Regions from separate parts of the Ovis aries genome. Here region 1 is linked to region 2. Evidence: chromatin contacts called from public Hi-C data. All regions are on one chromosome and are shown on one strand. The core of a region is the stretch at or near the end of the contact, and the rest is flanking DNA. Distances in the headings are between cores, read along the strand shown.

The links. A called contact is a pair of places that touch in the nucleus more often than the background predicts.
Region 1: a contact with region 2 is called in a Hi-C map of liver, with 5 times the contacts expected there. The contact joins two enhancer-like sites. A contact is called at or near these places in 7 of 16 Hi-C or Micro-C datasets (liver, muscle, omental adipose tissue and 2 more).

Annotation. Positions count from the first base shown.
Region 1 is chr8:26,894,632-26,898,673 of ARS-UI_Ramb_v3.0, forward strand. The region is part of intron 2 of CDK19 (cyclin dependent kinase 19); the gene reads left to right. Among named protein-coding and RNA genes, the nearest start is that of CDK19, 100 kb to the left of the region's middle. Within about 2 kb of position 1,555, at least 2 of the 54 cell types and tissues checked have an H3K27ac peak or open chromatin away from gene starts, as enhancers often do. A contact at or near this core is called in liver, where this site is marked.
Region 2 is chr8:26,710,222-26,714,189 of ARS-UI_Ramb_v3.0, forward strand. No RefSeq gene overlaps it. Among named protein-coding and RNA genes, the nearest start is that of GTF3C6, 16 kb to the left of the region's middle. Within about 2 kb of position 1,815, at least 4 of the 54 cell types and tissues checked have an H3K27ac peak or open chromatin away from gene starts, as enhancers often do. A contact at or near this core is called in liver, where this site is marked.

The sequences.
Region 1 (4,042 bases), core at 305-2,804, 180 kb after region 2:
CTTTGTGTCATCCTCTTTCTCTTAAATACCTCTTTTGCAGTTCCTTAAATTTTTTTCTTTTTTTTCTCCCCTCAAAATAGCTCTCTGCTAATCAACCTTCTCATCTTTTCATGAAAACATTTCCTAGCAGTTTCACCTCTATGCTGATAATGCCCAGTTTTTTGTTTTTTGTTTTGCTTCCAACTGAGCACTCTCTCCTGACTTCCAGATTCATATCCAAGACCACCATCAATATGCCCTATGGACATCTCAGATTCATTAGGTCTGATTCTACAGTCAACTTTTTTTTTCCACCTCAAAGTTCTAATGCTTTTTCTTAAATTTGTGCTATTTACCTATTCAGTGGCTTGTAGCATCAGGGATCATTTGCCTTTACCCTGTCAGTCCCTAAATCCTGCTGATTATCTGTCCTGCCTTCTTTCTATCCATCGCCTTCTTTCTATCCATCGCCTCCTTTCTATCCTTATTGCTGTTACCAATGTCAGGTACTATCCTCCATCCTTCTTTCTTTTAGATCTGTTGGCCTGATCACTTCCAGTGTCAGCCTTGGCCGTGCTGCCACACTTCTGGGGCACAGGTAAATTACCTAAATTTATTCAGTCATGGAACCTATGCCCTGGACAACTTTTGACTTGTAGATTATATGAGAACTAAAAATGTATCTAAAAGGAATTACTGATATTGACTATACGCATATATGGAATGACCATACCTTTATCAAGTAATGTATCTATCTATAAAAATGTTAATCTGAAAAAATTAGGACATGTGTAAAAATATAAGTAATACAAGAGGTCATTCGTTAAATCCCAAATGAGTGGTACATATAGCTGCCATAGGAATTTGGAAGAGCATGAGATTTTTAATAATAAAGTCCTCAATGAATGGGAAGGAACAAAGGAAGTAGAAAACTGGCAAGGGTAGTGGAGGATGGGGGGTGGATAAAAGGGAGAAAAAGATAATGGAAGGTAAGTAGTAAATTGAAGTTAGTAAAATTAAAAAGCAAGCTTTTTGTGGATGCTCTGGCTGCACAAAATACCTGATGTGGTTGCCATGTCAGTGAAAACAGTCTTTTTTTAAAATTTAATTTTTATTTTACATTGGCGTAGAGTTGATTTACAGTTTGTGTTAGTTTCAAGTGTATAGCAAGGTGATTCAGTTATATGTATATGTGTATCCATTCTTTTTCAGATTCTTTTCCCATTTAGGTTATTACAGAATATTGAGTAGAGTTCCCTGTGCTATGCAGTAGGTTCTTGTTGATTATCTGTTTTGTTTATAGTACTGTGTGTGTGTTAATCCCAAACTCCTAATTTATCTTCCCCTGTACCTTTCCCCTTTAGTAACCATAAGTGAAAACACAGGCTTTTGATTTCATTCCCCTGCAGTCCTTTAATTTTACTTAATTAGGTACTGGACTATGTTCCTAGTCCTGGCTAGTCATTTTGTAGTTATCTGCCCTTATCAAACAGGCGATTGGGCAATAGATTGCAACCAGAACAAACACATCCTTTGACACCAAAAAAACACGAAATACATGCCCTCATGATTATTGTACATGTTGTGCTTGCATCTCAGCTGCTTGATCCCTTGTCATCATTGTACAGTTCTCAGATAGCCTAGCATTTTAAAAAGTCTTAACTTTGTATCTACTTTTGTGAAATGTCTATTCAAATTCTGTACCCACTGTTGAAGGGTTTTTCTTTTTTTCTTAATGATTTTTCATAAGCTCTTTAAATCAAGCAAATTAGTCGCCTAATGGGTTACAATTTGGTGATATTTTCCAAGTTTGTTGGTAGCCTTTGTTTAGAATATGTTTTCTGTACGAGATAGTTTTATAGTCAGATTAATCCACCTTTTCCCCGTGGATTTTATTTAAAAGGAGCTTTTCCTAAAGTGGATGTTTAAGTTTATTGAAGAGTGTGATCAGAACTTATGTTGGAGAAGAACATTTCAAAGAGGACAGTCTAGAAATTTTGACATTTTATATGTTCACTGCAAGCACCCTTGAGTAGACATTAAATTTCAAATCTCCAAAATCATTCCAAGAAAACTTACTTTAGGATTAATTTGTCCTTTTTGCATATGTGCTAAACACAAAATTATGGAAAATGATAATATTGTGAACTATTTTAACTATTATAGTGATTTCTGGTTTTTTCCTAATCATTGTTTAACATATTTTCTTAAAAACCACGTCAGTCACTCTTTTAAAAAATTAAAAAATTAAAGTCAATGAAAGTCTATTTCAAAAGAAATAGAATTTATTGATTAAATCAAATAGACCTTTAATATAAAAGAAATAATTCATGTCATTGTGGAAACTCATCCCCCTCAGTGTTTTCTCATAATACATGTACAGATTTCTTAGCAGAGTAGGAAGGAAGTAGTGTTTCCATTTAATGGAAACAATGTAGGGGACGTTTCCTGAGTTATATTTTGCTCAGACTGTTTAGTAGCTTTCCTTATTACTGTTGTTAAAATTCCTGTGAGATCTTCAGGAACTATAAATGGTTAATTTATTTGAGCCTTGACTTCACGGCTTTTATCTTCTCTAGAAGCACGGTGATATGAAATACGTTGAATTATTGGTACTGGTAATTTAGCCATTAATACTTAATCAAACCCATACCTATAAATTGTGTTTATAGGTATGATAAACACATACCTATATGTGTTTAGGTATGTATTTATCTTTATAGAAAGTTCTGGGGTAGGTTGTCTGACCATTGATAATGCCTGTCATTGTGAGAAGTGGAATATTTAACATGCGTTATTAGATAAGTTACTTCAGAAAGCAAAAGTCCTTCCTTCTCCCTACACATCCTCAGTCAGCACCATCTAGGACCTGTGGGTGGGAGAGGAAGAGATGAATGCCAGGGCTACTTGGTTGCCTGGTTTTACTAAAGAAAGTGGAAACTGTACATTTTTAGAAATGTAAGTTATAAAAATATGAGTTAGAGGTAATACCAGGTAACTTGAGAGTACACCGAGCTAAACATAAGGTTTATCTAGGATAAAACTTGATAAAACTACTACTACTTAATTTTGCTGAATTAATTAATTACCAATTTCAAGTTATTTTTTAGGCTTATGAAATTTCTTGAATATTCTTACCTAATTTTGTTTGAAAGTTTCTTGTTGATGAAAAAATAATGGCATTTTTTAGAACAGTATTCTCTCAATGTGGAATAAATGTCATGTAACCATCGTGTTGGAAATCAATTCTTGTACTATTGCTTTCATTTTCTTATTCAGCAGAACTTGTTGAGTGCCTACTTTGTGCCCAGGTCCTGTGTTGTAAGTGGCTTTATAAATATTCATCTGAAAAGAAGAGAGCTGAGCTGTATTATAGATCATAGAAGTCTGCCATGGCAGATTTAGAATATAGACGGATTTCATTTGACACTTGCTCCTAGAAGATGAATGGTAAAGGAGTTCTTCGATTCAGTGTATTCATGGCATGATGAGAATACCTGTTAGTACACTCTTCCTGCTGGTTGAATCCCTGTCATTCTCAGTTTTCTCTTTCCAACACGCATACTTCATTAAGAGTACCTTCTCTGATTTTCCAGACTAGGTCATGTCTGCGTATATGCCTATTCTGTATTTTTCTTAATAGCCTCATCATGATTACAGTTTTAAAATTTGATTAATCTCTTAATCTGCTTGTCTCTGTTAAGCCATTATCAGAGGCTTAACAGAGGCTCCCTGTGCCTGAAATTTGCTGGGCACTTAAATATTTATTAATGAACTGTGACTTTTAAAAGTCATTGCTACCTGCTGGGTATTTTCCAACATGTTTTTGCTTCATCTCCACGCCCCAGGGCAAGATTTTATGGGAGATGATAATTATGGGCAGAATTCTGTGCAGTGGAGACTTTGGGAACATGATGGTGATTGTATAGGGAGTATTCTGAAGGTGAAAGCTGCAGTGTATATCAGTTATGACACCCACTTTATTAGGGCAGAGTTCACTGTTCCTAACCTGGGTCTTATCTACCTGCTTCATCTTTGGTTAAAATCTTTACAATCTAGTTTT
Region 2 (3,968 bases), core at 565-3,064:
TTATTGTCATGTGCATCCTTAAAATAGATGGGCTTCCCATTACTTGAGATTTCCTGAGTGAGTCTGTGCTCCTAAAACATAAAAAGCTGATACAGCTCCAAAACAGATGGAGAATAAGTTTAATAGAAATAGTCCCTTTAATAAAACTTATGCATTTATTTCTTTTCTTTCTATATGCTTAACTATTGTTATGCATATATATCCAGTGGTTAAGTATACTCACATTGTTGTGCAACCAATCTCTAGAAATTTTTCTCTCCTTATTTTTTAACTCTTTTATTTTTGGACTTGCTATGTGGCTTGCGGGATCTGAGTTCCCTGACTATGGATTGAACCCAGACCACAGCAGTGAAAGCACCGAATCCTAACCACTGGACCACCAGGGAACTCCCAGAACTTTTTCATCTTGCAAAGAATTGCTTTTTAAAGAACTAGTTTTGGGGACTTCCTGATGGTTCGGTGGCTAAGACTTCATGCTCCCAGCGCAGAGGGCCCAGGTTCGACCCCTGGTCAGGGAACTAGATCCCACATGCCACAACTAAGAGTTCACATGCTACAATTAAGACCCAGCACAGCCAAGTATATAATTTCTTTTTAATAAAGAACTAATTTTTTATGAAATCTATTTTAAGGCTATCCCCTTTCCACCTGAACCACTTCCTAACTTAACCATCGAGTCTGATGCTCAGGGTCATATTGGCAATTTTGGGGTTTGTTTGTTTTTACTTCTCTTATTGGCCTCTTTATTCAGGCAATCACTCAAAAAAATACTATTACTTTTAGTACTTTCAGCAGGAATATCTCTTGATCGCTCCTCATTTCCCTCAGCTACTGCCTTAATCCAGATCTAAATTTCCCACATTCATTTTCAACATCTTCTGTGTATGATGTATTTATCTTTTCTGTTTCTAATTATGTGCTTCACATTTTTCATATTGATCTTCAAATAATAACAGTTATGAAATTCAAATAGAGTTCTAAACATTAAAGATTCTATCAACTGTTGGTAAATAGGGCAGCTGCCAAATTAGCACTGCCAATACCTTAGGACTCTAATTTGCCTGGATCCTTGACCCCTCAGATTGTAAAAGACAGGTTGAATTAGAAGAGACAATCTCTAAATTGACTCCATCCATAACATTGCCTAGACCATTTATATTTTTGCTTTAGCATCTTGATGGCATTTAGTCTATTTACAGAATATTACTTATTTAAAGAGCTTGGTCTTACAGAATTAGCATTTTATTATCAATACATTTCAAAAAGGAAGTCAAAGTGCTAAGAACAAAATTACTAGGGTGTTACAAATGCTTTCAGCTGTTATAACAGTTTGGCTTGTATCAGAATGTACCATACCTTATCAAACCTCACACTCTACTTTTTCACCCACTAACATTTTTGTTCCAACCAAGCCAAACTGTTGAAACTCTATATCCTGCTTTATTTTTTTTTCGCTGTTTGCCACTGGGTCTTTGCTTCTGTCATTTGTTCTGGTAGGCTAACCTTTGCTCCTTAGTCTCTGCCTATTACTTCTCTTACTCCAGGAAATTTATCCTGACTAGCCTACTCTATATTCATTCATTCAACTCACATTTACTGAACATTTAATATGTGCCAGGCCCTCCTTCCACTTTTCTTATCAGTTTCTCTGTGCAGCTCTTAAATTAACTAAACAAAAAGGACATTAACCTGAGGTGCTTCTAATTCTGTGGCAGCCTAAGAGTAAACAATCACAGATCTAAGCCTGGTGCCAACTCAAGGTCATGAAATTGAAACCTAAGGACAACCAATCACAAACGACCAGCAAGGCTTGAAGCTATAGCCCGCCAATGAATGCCGTACTTTGCTCCGTCTTCTGTGGACAGAGCACTCCTGACGAATTCCAGTTTGGCACTGCCTAATTGGAATCGATTTTTGTTCAAATTAACTCTTAAAAATTTTAATATGCCTCATTGTATCTTTTAAGACAATTTAAAATCATATTGCTCACATCTGCTTTGTATTTGTTAGTTCGTGTGTGTGTGTGTGTATGTGTTTTCTCAAGTTGATTTTAAGTGCCTTGAGTTAATTTTTTGACTTCTTTGCACAGTGTTGTGGCATTAAGGTTGTTGAATGGATGGATGGATGAATTAAATAATGTGAAAACTTGTTTAATTCAGAGGAATTTGAAGGAAACAACTAGACTTAAAAAATCTTAACTAGATAAAAGTCACTCTGAATGCAAACAGCTTTGAGGGTTATGTTGTAGGTGATTCGACCAAGTGACCTGTCTTTATACTGGGACTCCTCTATAAACATATGCACTACTCCATAAACATTTTTTACTGAAATCACTCAGTTCTGACCCTTACTCATTCACTGTTAACTATTTCTTCTCTAAGTGACTCAGTGACTGAGACATGTTCTGTTCAGAAAATGTTTATGTATTATTAAAAGGAATTAATATGTGTTGTGTTTAGTGTTTGCTTGTATAAGGGTACATGTTCTTTCATTGCAGGGACCCAGTATTTGAAGTAATTTCACACACATAGATTTCATAATTAATACAATTCTAAATTTATAGTGGATACTTAATACATGTTTTTGGAGTGGATGAATGAATCGCAAAAAAAAAAAAAAAAAGTTTTATCCTTTGGAAAAAAAGTCTTCTTTTCCTAAGTCTGTGTTTCTCAGTATGATACTGGACCACATATTTTAAAATCACTTGGGATTCTTGTTAAAAATAGAAATTCTTGGGATTTCCCTGGTAGTCCAGTGGCTAAGATTCTGTACTCCCAATGCATGGGGCCCGTGTTTGAGCCCTGCTCAGGGACCTAGACCCCGCATGCTGCAGTGAAGATCAAAGATCCCAGTGCAGCCAAAGAAACAAATAAATGAATAACTTTAAAAATAGAAATTCTTCAGCCACAGACCTAACAGAATCTTGTAGGGGTGAGGTTGGGTGGGTAGATGGAACGACCAGAAGTACACACTTTGAACAGGTGCCTCACATAATTCTGATGCTCCCATAAGTCTGAGCACCATTGCCCTAAGTATTGGGGTGGCCAAAAAGTTCATTTGGATTTTTCTGTTAAAGATGTTACTGAAAAACCAAAATAAACTTTTTGGTCAACCCAATAAAAGGTAGACCCATGAAGGTACCTGCTCAGTAGTCAAGAGCATAAACCTTGAAGCCAGATTGCCTGAGCTTATCACTAAACATATGTTCTATGCATACTATTTAACCTCCCTGTGTCTCAGTTTCCTCATCTACAAAATGGGAAGAACAGTATAATTATTGCTGAAAGTTATCGTGAGGGTTAATATAGGGTTAATATAGTCAATATAGGTAAAGTGCTTGGAACAGAGCCTGGCTGTATAAACACTGTTTTTATCACTTTCTAACAAAGTGGTACATTTCTGTATATAGCGTGTCTTGTTGTAAGAAGACCTAACCCTCAGAGTTTGTCCTTTCTATCCCCTCTCCTTTTCTGTTTCCGAGGAGTAGACACTTCAGGCTAGGATATTGCCTTGTGCTGTGCTGTACTTAGTCGCTCAGTCATGTCCGACTCTTTGTGACCCCAAGGACTGTGGCCTGCCAGGCTCCTCTGTCCATGGGGATTCTTCAGGCAAGAAAACTTCAGTGGGTTGCCATGCCCTCCTCCAGGGGATCTTCCCAGTTCAGGGATAGAAGCCAGGTCTCCCGCACTGCAGGCAGATTCTTGACCTTCTGAGCCACCAGGAATGTTCAAGAATACTGGAGTGGGTAGCCTATCCCTTCTCCAGAGGATCTTCTCCACCCAGGAATCAAACCAGGGTCTCCTGCATTTCAGGAGGATTCTTTACCAGCTGAGCTAGCAGGGAAGCCCGGATATCACCTTATTGCAGGGCAGACCTGCACAAAGAAAGCTTAGATCTTTTACCACGTGCTGCTGAGCCAGAGATCAGTATTCAGTCTTTTGTACAGCTTACCTGTAATTAAAATCAAA